2 separate regions of the Ovis aries genome follow, and region 1 is linked to region 2. A link is a contact called in public Hi-C data. All regions are on one chromosome and are shown on one strand. Each heading gives the region's core, a stretch centred on a gene start, on an enhancer-like site or on the middle of the called end of the contact. The rest is flanking DNA. Distances are from core to core; before and after follow the strand shown.

Region 1 (6,359 bases), core at 852-3,351, 350 kb after region 2:
AAACTTAACCTGAGGGCACCTCTCAAAAGACAGCCTTGCCCCCAGACACCTGCTGTGTGTGATGCGCTGGGGCTGGAACAGTCCCGGGGGTCCCTGGTCCAGCCCCTCCATGTTATTACTAGGAAAAGTGTCACACAGTTGATGGGGCTTCAGGGCTGGAAGCCAGAGGTTTGGCCCCTGCCAGGTCCTATGGAAATGGCCTGAGGCTTCAAGAATAGAGGGTATTTGGCCTGGAGAAGGGCAGATGGGAGGGAGAGAGGGGGAAGGGGACAGGAGTGCTGTTTTCACATATTTAAAGACTGCCACGTAGAAGTGAGACCCATGTGAGTCCCTGTGAAGAACCACAATGACTAAGTGACAGCAGGTTTGGCTCCTGAGTGTTAAGAGGCAGAAGCGCAAACAAGAGGAGCTGCTCAGCTCCGGGAGAAGGTGGGGCTGGTGAGGGGCTCACCGAGAGCTAACGTGGCTGCCTGCCAGAGCCTGCTGGGAAGCTCTTCCCACCATTGAGACCGTGGCTCTGGGACTCCAGTTGCAGCCAGGGCCAGCTGGGGTCTGCAGCCTGCCTCAGAGGATGGGAGGGGTCAGACCAGCCTTTGGGAAGAAAGATCAAGGGGCTGCAGGAAAGCGCCCTGAGCAGATCCTGGCAGAGGGAGAGCCTGGGTTCCAAAGGGCGGGCAGCAATGGGCCTCTCCCACACGTGGTACCTGAGTCCTCAGACTTGACACCTGCCTCATCCTCTTCTACCTACCGCTCTCAGGGACTCCCAGGCCCCAGCCCAGCCCAGCGACCACAAAGAGACGATTATCTATCATCCTTCCCCCTTGCCAGGTGACAGGGAGGCATGGATCCAACCCAACCAGGCCCGGGTTCTCCCATGTTCTGGAATGCTAGGCCCCAGCTGTTCCCGGAACAGAAAGCCAGGGAGTGCCAATGCAGAGCCAGAGGCCTCAGGTGGCCTTGGAAAGTCACTACTCAAGGTTTCGTGCCCTGACCATTTCAGAGTGGGCAGGAGCAGGAGTGTGGGATGCTCTCCTGCCAGGTAGGTGCCTTGCACATCCCCCACCACACACACATACCCACCTCTCCTCCATGGCATGAGAGGACACTGGTCTCTGCTCACCCTACTGGCAGCACCCACCCTCGGATCACAGCCCTGCTAACACTGTTCCTGCTTTCCCCAGATCCGCGCGGCCCCCACCCCGTTGCAGACACTGCTCAGCTGCTGTTCCCCAGCTTGGCTGTGGCAGGCTTGCTTGCCGCCACAGCCAGCTGCCAGTCAGGCCTGCCCCTCGGAGCCCGCAGGGTGCGGGGAGGAGGGGTGGTCACCAGGCGCTAGGCTGAGAATCCAGGAAGGCCGAAGGCAGACACCTCCCGCTAGGTTCCAGGCCGGCTGGGTGCAGTCAAGGGGCCGAGGCGGTAGAGCGCCCCTAGTTGTCCTCTCCTACCCTCGGCCAGGCCCAGTGGGGCGTGTGCTTCCCCCCTACTCCATCCCGCCCCTAACCCCGGCCCCCGTCCTGGGATTCCTGCACCGGACCTCTGCAATTCGGTCTCCGCAGGGCAGGCAGGGGAGGGGGTCCCAGAGCTAGAATCTGACGGTTCCCCCCGCCCCATATACCGAGTAGGCTGAAGAATGGTTAGAGGGACCCTCAGGGCCCGGGGTAAGCAAGGTGGGCAGAGAAGCCCCCCTGCTCCCCACTCCGGGGCGCGATGCGTGACACTCGCAGCACCTGCGCGAAAGGTGGAAAGCCAGGGTCCGACAGGGCGGGGAAGCCCCGGGGCTCGAAGTCCTCAGGTCCGGCGGGATGCCTCAGGGCTGCAGCCGCCGCCGCCGCCGGGGACTGGGAGCGGGCAGGTGAAAGGGCTAGGAAGCCGGGGGTGGGGGGACTGGGGCGCGGGCACCCCCGCCGCGGGGCCCTTACCTCCTCGCCTTGGCCAAAGCGCAGTCCGAGCGCCGCGACGCGCTCCACGCGCAGGAAGCCGTCGGGGTCGCGGCCGCACACCTCGAACACCTCGCGCAGGCGGCGCACTGAGCGCAGCAGAGCCGCGGGGGCGCCCGCCCAGCCCGCGCCGCCCGCCATCCGGGCCGGCCCCGCAGCTAGCCCGAGCCACGCGCCCTCCCGCCCCGCGCCGCCGCCGCCGCCGCCGCCGCCATCGCCGCGCGCCCTCCGCCCGGCGCTGCGACGCGCAGCCTCCGCCCGGTGGCGGCGGCGGCCGAGCCGTGTCAGCAGCGGCGCCGCAGCCCCGCGGCTCGGGGCGGGCGGGGGAGCGGGAGGCTGCAGACAAAAGGAGCCGCGCGCCTCCGAGGGCGGCCGCCCGCGCGGCCCCGCCGCCGCCGCCCCCAGGCTCGGGATCCCTGGGCCGCTCAGAGCTCGTCCCGTCCCCTAGAGAGCGGGAGGGTGGGTGTGCGACCCGCGCCCGGAAACCCAGGGCGGCCCCAAGGCTCCGCCCCTGCTTGGAGGAGTCCGCGAGGAAGCCCGAGCGCCCCCACCGGACCACCCGCGCTGGGGTCCAGCCGCCTCTCCCCCACCTCAGCCCCCCACCAGACGCCAACCCATCCCCGCTCACCGCGCCCTTTGTACGCGCCGGCGGTGCCGAGCGCTCAGTGTGTCCTAGAGGTTTCCTGTATTAGCGCGCTGGACTTGTTCCACTCGCCGCTGAGAAAGCTGAGACTCAGAGAGGTTGAACTACTTGCCCTAGGCCGCTCAGCCAGTCGGGGGCCAGGTCAGGATTCCTAGCCAGTCTGCAGCGGGATGGAGCTAGGCCCTCTACTCTTCCCCTCCTCTCTGCTGCCCCTTAAAGAATAGTTTCCAGGCTTAGGTCAGCACGGGCCTTCCCAGCAGAACTCAGGGCCAGCTCCGGGCTGGGCAAGGGCCGGGAGAGCGGGAGCGGGGACCCTGGGACAGAAGCGAGTAAGGGGAGACAGAGCAGTCAGGAGGAAGGAAAAGCAAGAGCTGCTCACAAGGCCGGCCTGGGGCCGCCCAGCATCTTGGGGAAGTTTCCTCCCTTCCCTTGAGTTCCCACGCTCACCCCTTTATTGCACCCTGGACCCTCAAGCTGAGAACCCGGGAAAGTCTTGGCCCTGGGGCTGATGGCAGCCTCCAGGCCTGTACCTTAGCCTCCTCCCAGTCCTGCTTAGCTCCCAATCCCTGCTCCTGGGACTCCCAGTTTCGCCCCCCGGCTCTGCAGAACCTGGCCTGGCTCTCTTCTCCTCCTTTTTGTTGCTCAGCATGCCTGGCCCTCGTGGCACTAGTTGTACCCAGCCCAAATGCAGGTCTTGGCTGAACCCACCCGCACTTAAGTTTTCCAGCTCAGTTCAGAGGTTTCCTCCTTTAGGAAGCCTTCCCTGACAGCACTCCATTTTGCCTGTTACTCTGATTTCTGATCCCCTCCTCCAGATGCTGACTTAGTTTTGTCATTCTCTGGTGGGCTGCCCATCTCCCCCATGGGCATGCTGGGAAATTCTCCAGGGCAGGATGTATCTTCGTCACTCTTGTTCCTCATCTCTAGGCAAGCAGGAAGCCCCTGCCCAGAGGAGATGGGGACCTACTCCATCATCGGCAGGAGCCACGAGCAGTGTAAGGACCTAGACAGGGAGGCTAGAGTGAGGCCCGGTTCTGGGCATGAGCTGTGTGGCTTCTCATCCTGGACCTCAGTTTCCCCTTCTGTGGTCTTCCTGCTCAACTGTGAGTATACCCTGTTCAGGGGCTGCCATGTGGCTTCTCTGATTCTCCCTCCCAAGAGGTTCAGGACAGAAAGGAGGTGGGCAGGGCAGGGTTACCCTGTTTTGGAAGCTGTAGAAATGACTCTCAGAGCTCTCCCTGCATCAAATCCCAGGGAAGCTGAAAGATCTCAGCTGGCAGAGGTAGGGCCTCAGACCTGAGCATGAACAAACCCAGGTGACCCAGGCTCAAAGCCCACACCAGATTTGTGGTTCTTCTCCCCCAAAACAAGCTCACACAAAATTCAAAAGTCCCTTCCTCAGGGGAGCCCTCCCTGACTCCCATTTCTCCTCCCCATATCCAAGAGCATCTAAGCTCCTTCTGCTTCCCTCTTCCTGGGACACCTCAGTCCTACCCTGTCCCCATCCCATTTCCTCTGGCCAACTCTCATACTTCCAGATTCCATGGAAATGGCACCTCTTGCAGGAAGCCTTCCCTGATCATGTATTGTGACTTGTCCTGGTGTCTCTTACTCCTGTTATTATCACAAGAACATCTGGGAAGTAGGTAGGAGAGTTAACACAGTGACCACAAGGCCCATGAAGGCAGGGACTACGCCATTTCTCTCTTGATTTTCTAGCTCCCGGCTCCCCCAGCTCCTAGCACAATGTCCAGTACACACAATTAAGGTCTGAGAAGGAATAAATTAGGGAAAGAATGGGCACATATGGTGTGGTAAACAGAAACACAGCTTCTCAAAAGAGACCCATGTGCTAATCACTGGGACCTGTAAATGACCTTATTGGAAAAGATTCTTTGCAGGTGTCATGAAGTTAAAGCTCTGGAGATGTGGAGAGTCTCCTGGGTTAACTGGATGGGTTCTAAGTGCAATCACAGTATCCTCTTAAGAGGGAGGCAAAAACAGATTTAACACAAGCAGAAGAGAAGGCGATGTGGCCACAGGAGGAAGAGATCGGAGGGGGGTGCAGCCACAAGCCAAGAATGCCAGCAGCCATTGGAATCTGGAAGAGGTGAGGATGTGAACCTTTCCTAGAGCCGCTTTGATCTTAGGCTTCTGGCCTCCAGAACTATGTGGGAATGAATTTCTGTTGCTGTATGTTTCCAAGTTGGGTGGTAGTTATAGCAGCCACAGGAAACTAGTATATATGGTATAAATATCATGGGGAGGTTATTACAGATTATTAAGAGCCAGGAATCCAAAACAGTGGTGTCAGGCACCAAGTTCTGCTGCTCATTTAGCCCTTTGAGTCTAGACGAGGTAACTTCTCTGAGCCTCAGTGTGCATACCTGTAAAATGGGGACAGTAGTTCCTACCTACAGAGGACCTCACATGAGAAAATGAATGTAATATGGCTGGCACAGTGCCTGGCATGTACTTGGCCCGTGTGATTATGATACGTGTTGGCACGGAGAGGTTGGGAACTGATATGAATGGGGAAGCATTTCTGATTTTCATCTCTAGGCCTTGAATTCATCGTCCATGTTATGTGGAAATGGGGCAGGATTCACAGTTTCTTCCTGCTCACAACCTGTGGGTTGGTTTTTTTTTTTTTTTAACCATGAATAATTATTGCTCTGGAGGGGAATAAGGAGGTGTGAACACATGGGCCTTCTTCACCTGTCTTCTAATACCTGAGTCTAATACCTTGTCTTCTAATGCCTGGGTCCCCAGAACCAGAAATAGTAGCCCTGCGGGGGCAGGGTGATGGTAGTGGTTGGTGCTGAGGATCCTGGCAGGACTTTGGTGAGTCTGGGGTGAGCAGGGCATCTTGAGACCCGTCTGTCCTTCCTTGTCCAGAGGGGTGTCCCAGCTGGGGTGTCACTCACTCTGGGTGCCTACCCACAAGCTTCTCTGACCCTCAGAAGGAAGTGGGCCCATTGGATTGCTAGCATTCCCTCCAGGGTTCTAAGAAGAATGACGAAACTGTACTTATTCTACCCAACTAGGCTCCACATCTGCCTCAGAAATGGATCCTAGAAGTGGCTCATGGTTTAGGAAGCAGCCTTCTGTCTTGGGCTCACCTACCAGAAGTCCTCCAGTCTCACCTGCTGGAAGTGCTCTTAGATCAGTACGTGCCCAGCCTTCTCTGTGGCCCCTTCTGCTGAAAAGAAATGCCAGAGTCTTCAGTTACAGTCTGTGTGGAATGGAGGGGAGATTGGGGAGATTAGGTGGGGTATGATGGAGAAGGAAATGGCAACCCACTCCAGTATTCTTGTTTGGAGAACCCCAGGGCCAGACGAGCGTGGTGGACTGCCGTCTATGGGGTCGCACAGAGTCGGACATGACTGAAGCGACTTAGCAGCAGCAGCAGCAGGTGGGGTAAGGGGCCATTTGTTACTGAAAGGTAATGGCCCCACCCGGACTGATATAGGAGGAGGGATCCTGGTTTTCACAGAAGGCCTGACATTCAGAAAGCAGAAGACTGTCAAGATGGGAGACACCTTTTTCCCAACCCCCGCTCCTCCAAGGTCACAAAGCCTTTGGTGGCAGAATTAGGACCACAGCCTACGAAGCCTCCTAACTCCCGTCATGTTCCTTTCTGCACGGAAGCTTTGGGGCAGGTCCTGGAGTAGAATCGCTAGTCTAAAGCTCCAACTGCCAATTCTGCCATCTCCACCTGAAAAGCTTAAAAAAAGAATACAGAAATCCTGGCATCTAGTCCTGCTGAATTCACAGCT
Region 2 (5,890 bases), core at 323-2,822:
GCTAAGACCTGGTTAGCTCAGGGGGGAGAGTCACTGGGCTCCTGAGTTGTCTCATCCATTTGTGGGAGAGTTGTAGCCTGATTCCAGCCCAAGTTCTAGAAAAACCTGTTTATAGAGAAGAGTAAAATGGGATTAGAGCTACAATTGCATAAAAAGTTTTTAAACTCTTATGCACTATTAGGTAGATGCAGGTCAATTGACTATTCTAACAGGTTTTGACTTCCAACAAACTGGAAAATTCTGAAAGAGATGGGAATACCAGACCACCTGACCTGCCTCTTGAGAAACCTATGTGCAGGTCAGGAAGCAACAGTTGAGAACTGGACATGGAACAACAGACTGGTTCCAAATAGGAAAAGGAGTACGTCAAGGCTGTATATTGTCACCCTGCTTATTTAACTTATATGCAGAGTACATCATGAGAAACACTGGGCTGGAAGAAGCACAAGCTGGAATCAAGATTGCGGGGAGAAATACCAATGACCTCAGATATGCAGATGACACCACCCTTATGGCAGAAAGTGAAGAGGAACTAAAAAGCCTCCTGATGAAAGTGAAAGAGAAGAGTGAAAAAGTTGGCTTAAAGCTCAACATTCAGAAAACGAAGATCATGGCATCTGGTCCCATCACTTCATGGGAAATAGATGGGGAAACAGTGTCAGACTTTATGTTTTGGGGCTCCAAAATCACTGCAGATAGTGATTGCACCCATGAAATTAAAAGACGCTTACTCCTTGGAAGGAAAGTTATGGCCAACCTAGATAGCATATTCAAAAGCAGAGACATTACTTTGCCAACAAAAGTCCATCTAGTCAAGGCTATGGTTTTCCAGTGGTCATGTATGGATGTGAGAGTTGGACTGTGAAGCAGGCTGAGAGCCGAAGAATTGATGCTTTTGAACTGTGGTGTTGGAGAAGGCTCTTGAGAGTCCCTTGGACTGCAAGGAGATCCAACCAGTCCATCCTAAAGGAGATCAGTCCTGGGTGTTCTTTGGAAGGACTGATGCTGAAGCTGAAACTCCAATACTTTGGCCACCTCATGGGAAGAGTTGACTCATTGGAAAAGACTCTGATGCTGGGAGGGATTGGGGGCAGGAGGAGAAGGGGACAACAGAGGATGAGATGGCTGGATGGCATCACCGACTCGATGGAGTTGAGTTTGAGTGAACTCTGGGAGTTGGTGATGGACAGGGAGGCCTGGCGTGCTGCTTTTCATGGGGTTGCAAAGAGTTGGACACGACTGAGCGACTGAACTGAACTGAACGGGTTTTGAAGGAAAGCATGTCAATTGTGATTGGGTAGGGGTAACACTCAGGCGTTCCAGACCCAGCTAGTCCTCTAGCCCTGGGACCTGCATCGCCAGTGGCTACAAAAATTAAGATTCAGGACGGTTGGGTGGACTAGGCTTTCGGAGGCGGGCACTCCCCGCCCCTTACTCCGCCCCGTCCGTTGCCCCGCCCCTGGCTCCCTCTTGACCCCCCGCGCCCCGCCCCCCGGCCGAGAGCACCCCAGGCTGATTGGCCCTCAACGGCGTATCCTCGGGCCGGCAGCCAGGCCGGCGCGTCACGTGGCCGAGCGGCGACCTGGGCGCCGAGCCGCGGGCAGACAGGCATGGACCCTCCGACCGCCGGGGCCCAGGCGCTGGGGGCCGCGGAGCAGCCGCGGGGTCTGCAGCTGCCGAGCGGGCGGGAGGCGCCCCCGATTCCGGGGGTGAGCGCGGCGCGGGGCCTGGGCGCGTCCACCACCTGCGGTCGGCGGCGGGAAGTTGCGGGGGCTCGCGGGGCGTGGGCCATGGAACCGGGGAAGCGCTCCCGGCCCTCCTCGGGCAGCCCGGCCGTTTGGGCGCGCGCCCGAGCTGGAAACAGCCGGGCCGCGGGACTGTGGGGCGGGGCAACCTCGAGGACGTGGGTGGGCGCGCCGGGCTGGGAGAGCTGGCTGTTGGCTCCAGGGCGCCTTTGCGTCCTTGCTAAATGGGAGGTGATGCTGCTGACCGAGAGCTGGGGCTGCTGCTCGGGGGCCTGGGCTGGGGCGAGGTGAGGGCTGCGAGGAGAGCTACTTTCCCTGAAGGATCCGTGTCCCATGGTGGGGATGCTCAGCTAAGCCGGAGCACCGGATGATGGCTCCTGCGCGCTCTCCTTTCACTGAAACCAAAAGGCCGCGTTTGACGCAGGGTTTCTAGAAACTTGTTTTCTTTTGCGCGCCAGACAGCTCCCGGTTTCTGAAAGACTGCTATTACAGTCATGTCCTGCCCTTGTTCAATAATCCCTTTTAGACGGTGAGCTCCTTGAGGGTAGGAACGCTCTATTTAGTGCTGAAAACCCGGTGCGTAGCGTAGTGCCTGGCACTTCACACACGCATATTTATTAACTGGATGGAAGAGGAATGCTTATCTAAGCATCAGAGACATCCTAACCAAAATAAGATAGGAAAAATGTAGTGGTAGGCTTATAAAGAATATTACTTTACCGGGCAGGTAGGATGAGACTGATTTTGGCAGGCCACAGCAGGAAGGTTCCTGCACTTCCTCTCCAAGATGAGAGGATAGTGGTCGTGGCAGAGGCGTGGAGATGAGGATGTGCAGGGCAGATGGTTGGGAGCTTGGAGAGAGAACTGTGCTGCACAAGTTGATGGAGCCTGAAGGGACAATGTGGATGCCATGGCGAATTTTGTACTCTAGCAGTGGAGGCCTGTTGAGGTTTCTGGGCAGAGTGGTGATTTCCAGTGTGAGGCTGTGGCCAGATGGATGAGTGTGGGACCCTGGTGGTCCAGTGGCTAAGACTCTGTGTTCCCAATGCAGGGGACCCTGGTGGGGGCTCTCATATGCTGTAACTAATACCTGGTGCAGCCAAATTAAAAAAAAGAAAACGTGGGTGAGTGGGAAGGCAGTTAAGGAGCTCTTGCAATAGAAGAGGTGAGAAGTCCCACTATTGGTCAGCAGGGGTGACCGGGAATTGTCACCGACTACTGGAGATGGAATTAGCTCATTAAATCCAGGTAGGACTAGGTTGTGAGCTAACGAGCAGGTGCCAAGTACAGTTTAAATATAGGGGCAAAGAAGGTGGGTTTCAGCTCAATAAATGTTATATTCCTGCTGTGTGCTAGGTGTCTTCATCAGTGTTATCTCATTATAAACCTCCTGCTGGGTTAGAACAGTTGTCCCCAATTTCCAGAGACAGAAACCCAGGCATGGTGGCTGAAGTGATGTGTCCCAGGTATACTCTGAGTGAATGGGATTGAAGTCACGCCTTCTCATGCAGGCTGTGAACATTTCTCGCCTCACTTAGAAAGACATCTTCACAGGTGATAGGATTTCAGGAACGAACTCTTTTTTTGTTTTTGGCCGTACTGCCCAGATATGGGATCTTAGTTCCCCGACCAGGGATTGAACCCATGCCCCCTGCATTGGAAGCTTGGAGTCTTAGCCACTGGATTGCCAGGGAAGTCACAGGATTTCAGAACTTTTGCGCGGTGGGAGCAGAGAAACCTAGCGATGGCTATGAAGGAAGACGATTTCCTGTCAACCGCTGATTTCCCTTGAACAGCTAAAGCTCTTTAGTCCTCCTGTGTCAGTCAGGAGATGAAATCTGATAAAAGAGCTATTAGCTAGATAAAAAGTTAAGGTAAAAATGAACATGGAGGTATCCACTGCAGGGAAACAGCAACCGGCCCCAGGGCTGAGGGAACAAAGGGGTGAGATTGGAATGACTAAAATGTGCAAGCTCAGAGGAGAATTTCAGGGAGCTGAAATTCCAGCCTCTGAGGACGGGGTGCTGTCCTGGCTAGTTTGGAGTCTCTGAGCTTGGAGGAGGAGACCAGACCTCTCAAGACAGGGCCTGGTGAGGGACTTCCTTGGTGGCCCAGTGGCTAAGACTCCACGCTTCAATGCAGGCAGCCTGGGTTTGATCCCTGGTCAGGGAACTAGATCCCACATGCCAAAATTAAAGATCTCAAGTGCTGCAGCTTAAGAGGTGGTGCAGCCAAATACATATTGAAAAAAAAAAAAAAAAGATAGGGCCCAGCGAGGAGACTGGCTCTGTATGTGCTGGCAGCCTGTACACTGGATTCAGTAGGCACTCTGTGAAGGCAGGTGATCCTGCCGGCAGGGGTGATGCCCACAGGAATGGGAAGCAGCAAGTCCCAATGTAACAGGGCACAGTAGAAATGTGGGTTGCAGGGTCCCACCCCAGCCTCGCAAAGGAGGGTCTGAAAGGGTGGATATGGGGCTGAAATACTGGCCATTCCCGAGATATCCAAGTCCTGGGTCCTTGTTTCTTCTTCCTGCAGGCTGACCACTCCAATCAGGAGAGAGCGCCTGAGAACGCCACAGATCGGCTAGGCAAGTAGGCGACAGAGGCGGGGGTGGCTCTTGGGAGAGACCAAGGAAGTCTGTACTGTGAAAGCTTATCGTTGCCAGAAAACCTTTCCCTGCATGTCATTTAAACCACCTGAAAATACACACTGCCCGATTTCCTCATGTGAATGAAAAGATTGGTAATGAATGGCCTTGTTTAAGATAGAACATCTTATTGAAAATAAATTATCAACCCTACTTCTAAAACTGGGAACAGAACGACAGTAATTAAATAAGTGCTGTGGTGGCTAAGGGGCTCCACACGCTTGTTACTGTTGCCGTCTTAGTAAGTTTGCCCAGCATCTTCCTAGCAGAACACGACCAGGTGGTTGTTTTAAGATGGTCTTCCTTTTGTCAATTTCTTAGCCAACGGAGCACAGAGCATCCCTCACGATAGTCCTGCCCACGGTGAGGGCACCCATTGTGAAGAGGAAGGCTTTGCTGAAGATGACGAGGATTCTGATGGGGAACCGAGTCCCTGGGAGCTGTCAGAAGGAATGCCGGGCTGTCTACCCAAGGAACAGGCTGGTGATCTTTTTCACGAGGACTGGGACCTAGAGTTGAAAGCAGATCAGGGGAATCCATATGGTAGGTGCAGGGTTTCTGGGGTCCTAGGCCAGGCTCTAGTGCAGTCGGAAAGAATCTGCCTGCCAGTGCGGGAAATGCAAGAGACGAGGGTTTGATCCCTGGGTTGGGAAGATCCCCTGGAATAGGAGATGGCAACCCACTCCAGTGTTCTTGCCAGGAAAGTCCCATGGACAGAGGATCCTGGCAGGCTACATATAGTCCATGGGGTCACACAGGCCAGGCTCCTGAGACCCTCCTACCAGATTAACCCCTAAACAGTTTGGAAGAGGGAGCCACATCTGTTAGCTTTGCCTCATGGTCTGAAATTTCTGTGACGGCTCCTCTTTCATATTGGAGGTGGGGGTTGGTGGGGGGAAGTGCCAGTTTTGCATTTTATTTTATAACAGTATGGGTCTGTTTGAATGTTGAAACAGCGTTACTCTCTCCAAATATCTTTGTATGAATGGAGCAGCCGCAGACAGAAGTGCTCTCAGTTGCTTTCTCTGCACTGCTGAAAACCTGTGTCAGAGAAGCGGGACTGTGGGTGGCCTCAGAGTGAAGGTGCTTGGGATTGTCCAGCAACGGAAGACTGTGTGCATACGTGTGTGCCTGCCTGTGCGTATGTTTAAGCAAAGACGTGCAAGTGTCTGTCCCCTAGATATTTCTGGGTCTGTCTTGTCACACTCCCTCCTTTTAATCTGTCTTTTAAAACTGCCTGCAGATGCTGACGACATCCAAGGTTGCCTGTCTCAAGAGGTCAGACCTTGGGTGTGCTGTGCCCCGCAAGGAGACATGATCTATGACCCCAGTTGGCACCATCCGCCTCCACTGATACCCCATTATTCCAAGATGGTCTTTGAAACGGGACAGTTTGATGATGCAGAAGACTGAGGGTGTCACTTTTGCCTGCTGGGTGGGCAGAGGGGCCCCTCAGGTCAAGGTCTCCTTTCTTTGAGGTGCGAGAAGTCACACC

The links. Hi-C and Micro-C count contacts between places; a contact is called where the count stands out from the background.
Region 1: a Hi-C map of tail adipose tissue shows a contact between it and region 2, with 3 times the contacts expected there. The contact joins the promoter of RAB11FIP4 here to the promoter of COPRS in region 2. A contact is called at or near these places in 6 of 16 Hi-C or Micro-C datasets (blood, hypothalamus, skin fibroblasts and 1 more).

The regions. Positions count from the first base shown.
Region 1 is chr11:18,349,396-18,355,754 of ARS-UI_Ramb_v3.0, forward strand. It overlaps RAB11FIP4 (RAB11 family interacting protein 4), which reads right to left and starts at 2,102. Exons shown (of 15, transcript XM_042255436.2): 1 at 1,920-2,102. The coding sequence starts at 2,078.
Region 2 is chr11:18,000,612-18,006,501 of ARS-UI_Ramb_v3.0, forward strand. COPRS (coordinator of PRMT5 and differentiation stimulator) reads left to right here and starts at 1,573. Exons shown (of 4, transcript XM_027975269.2): 1 at 1,573-1,709; 2 at 4,284-4,335; 3 at 4,717-4,938; 4 at 5,639-5,890. The coding sequence starts at 1,611. The coding sequence ends at 5,808.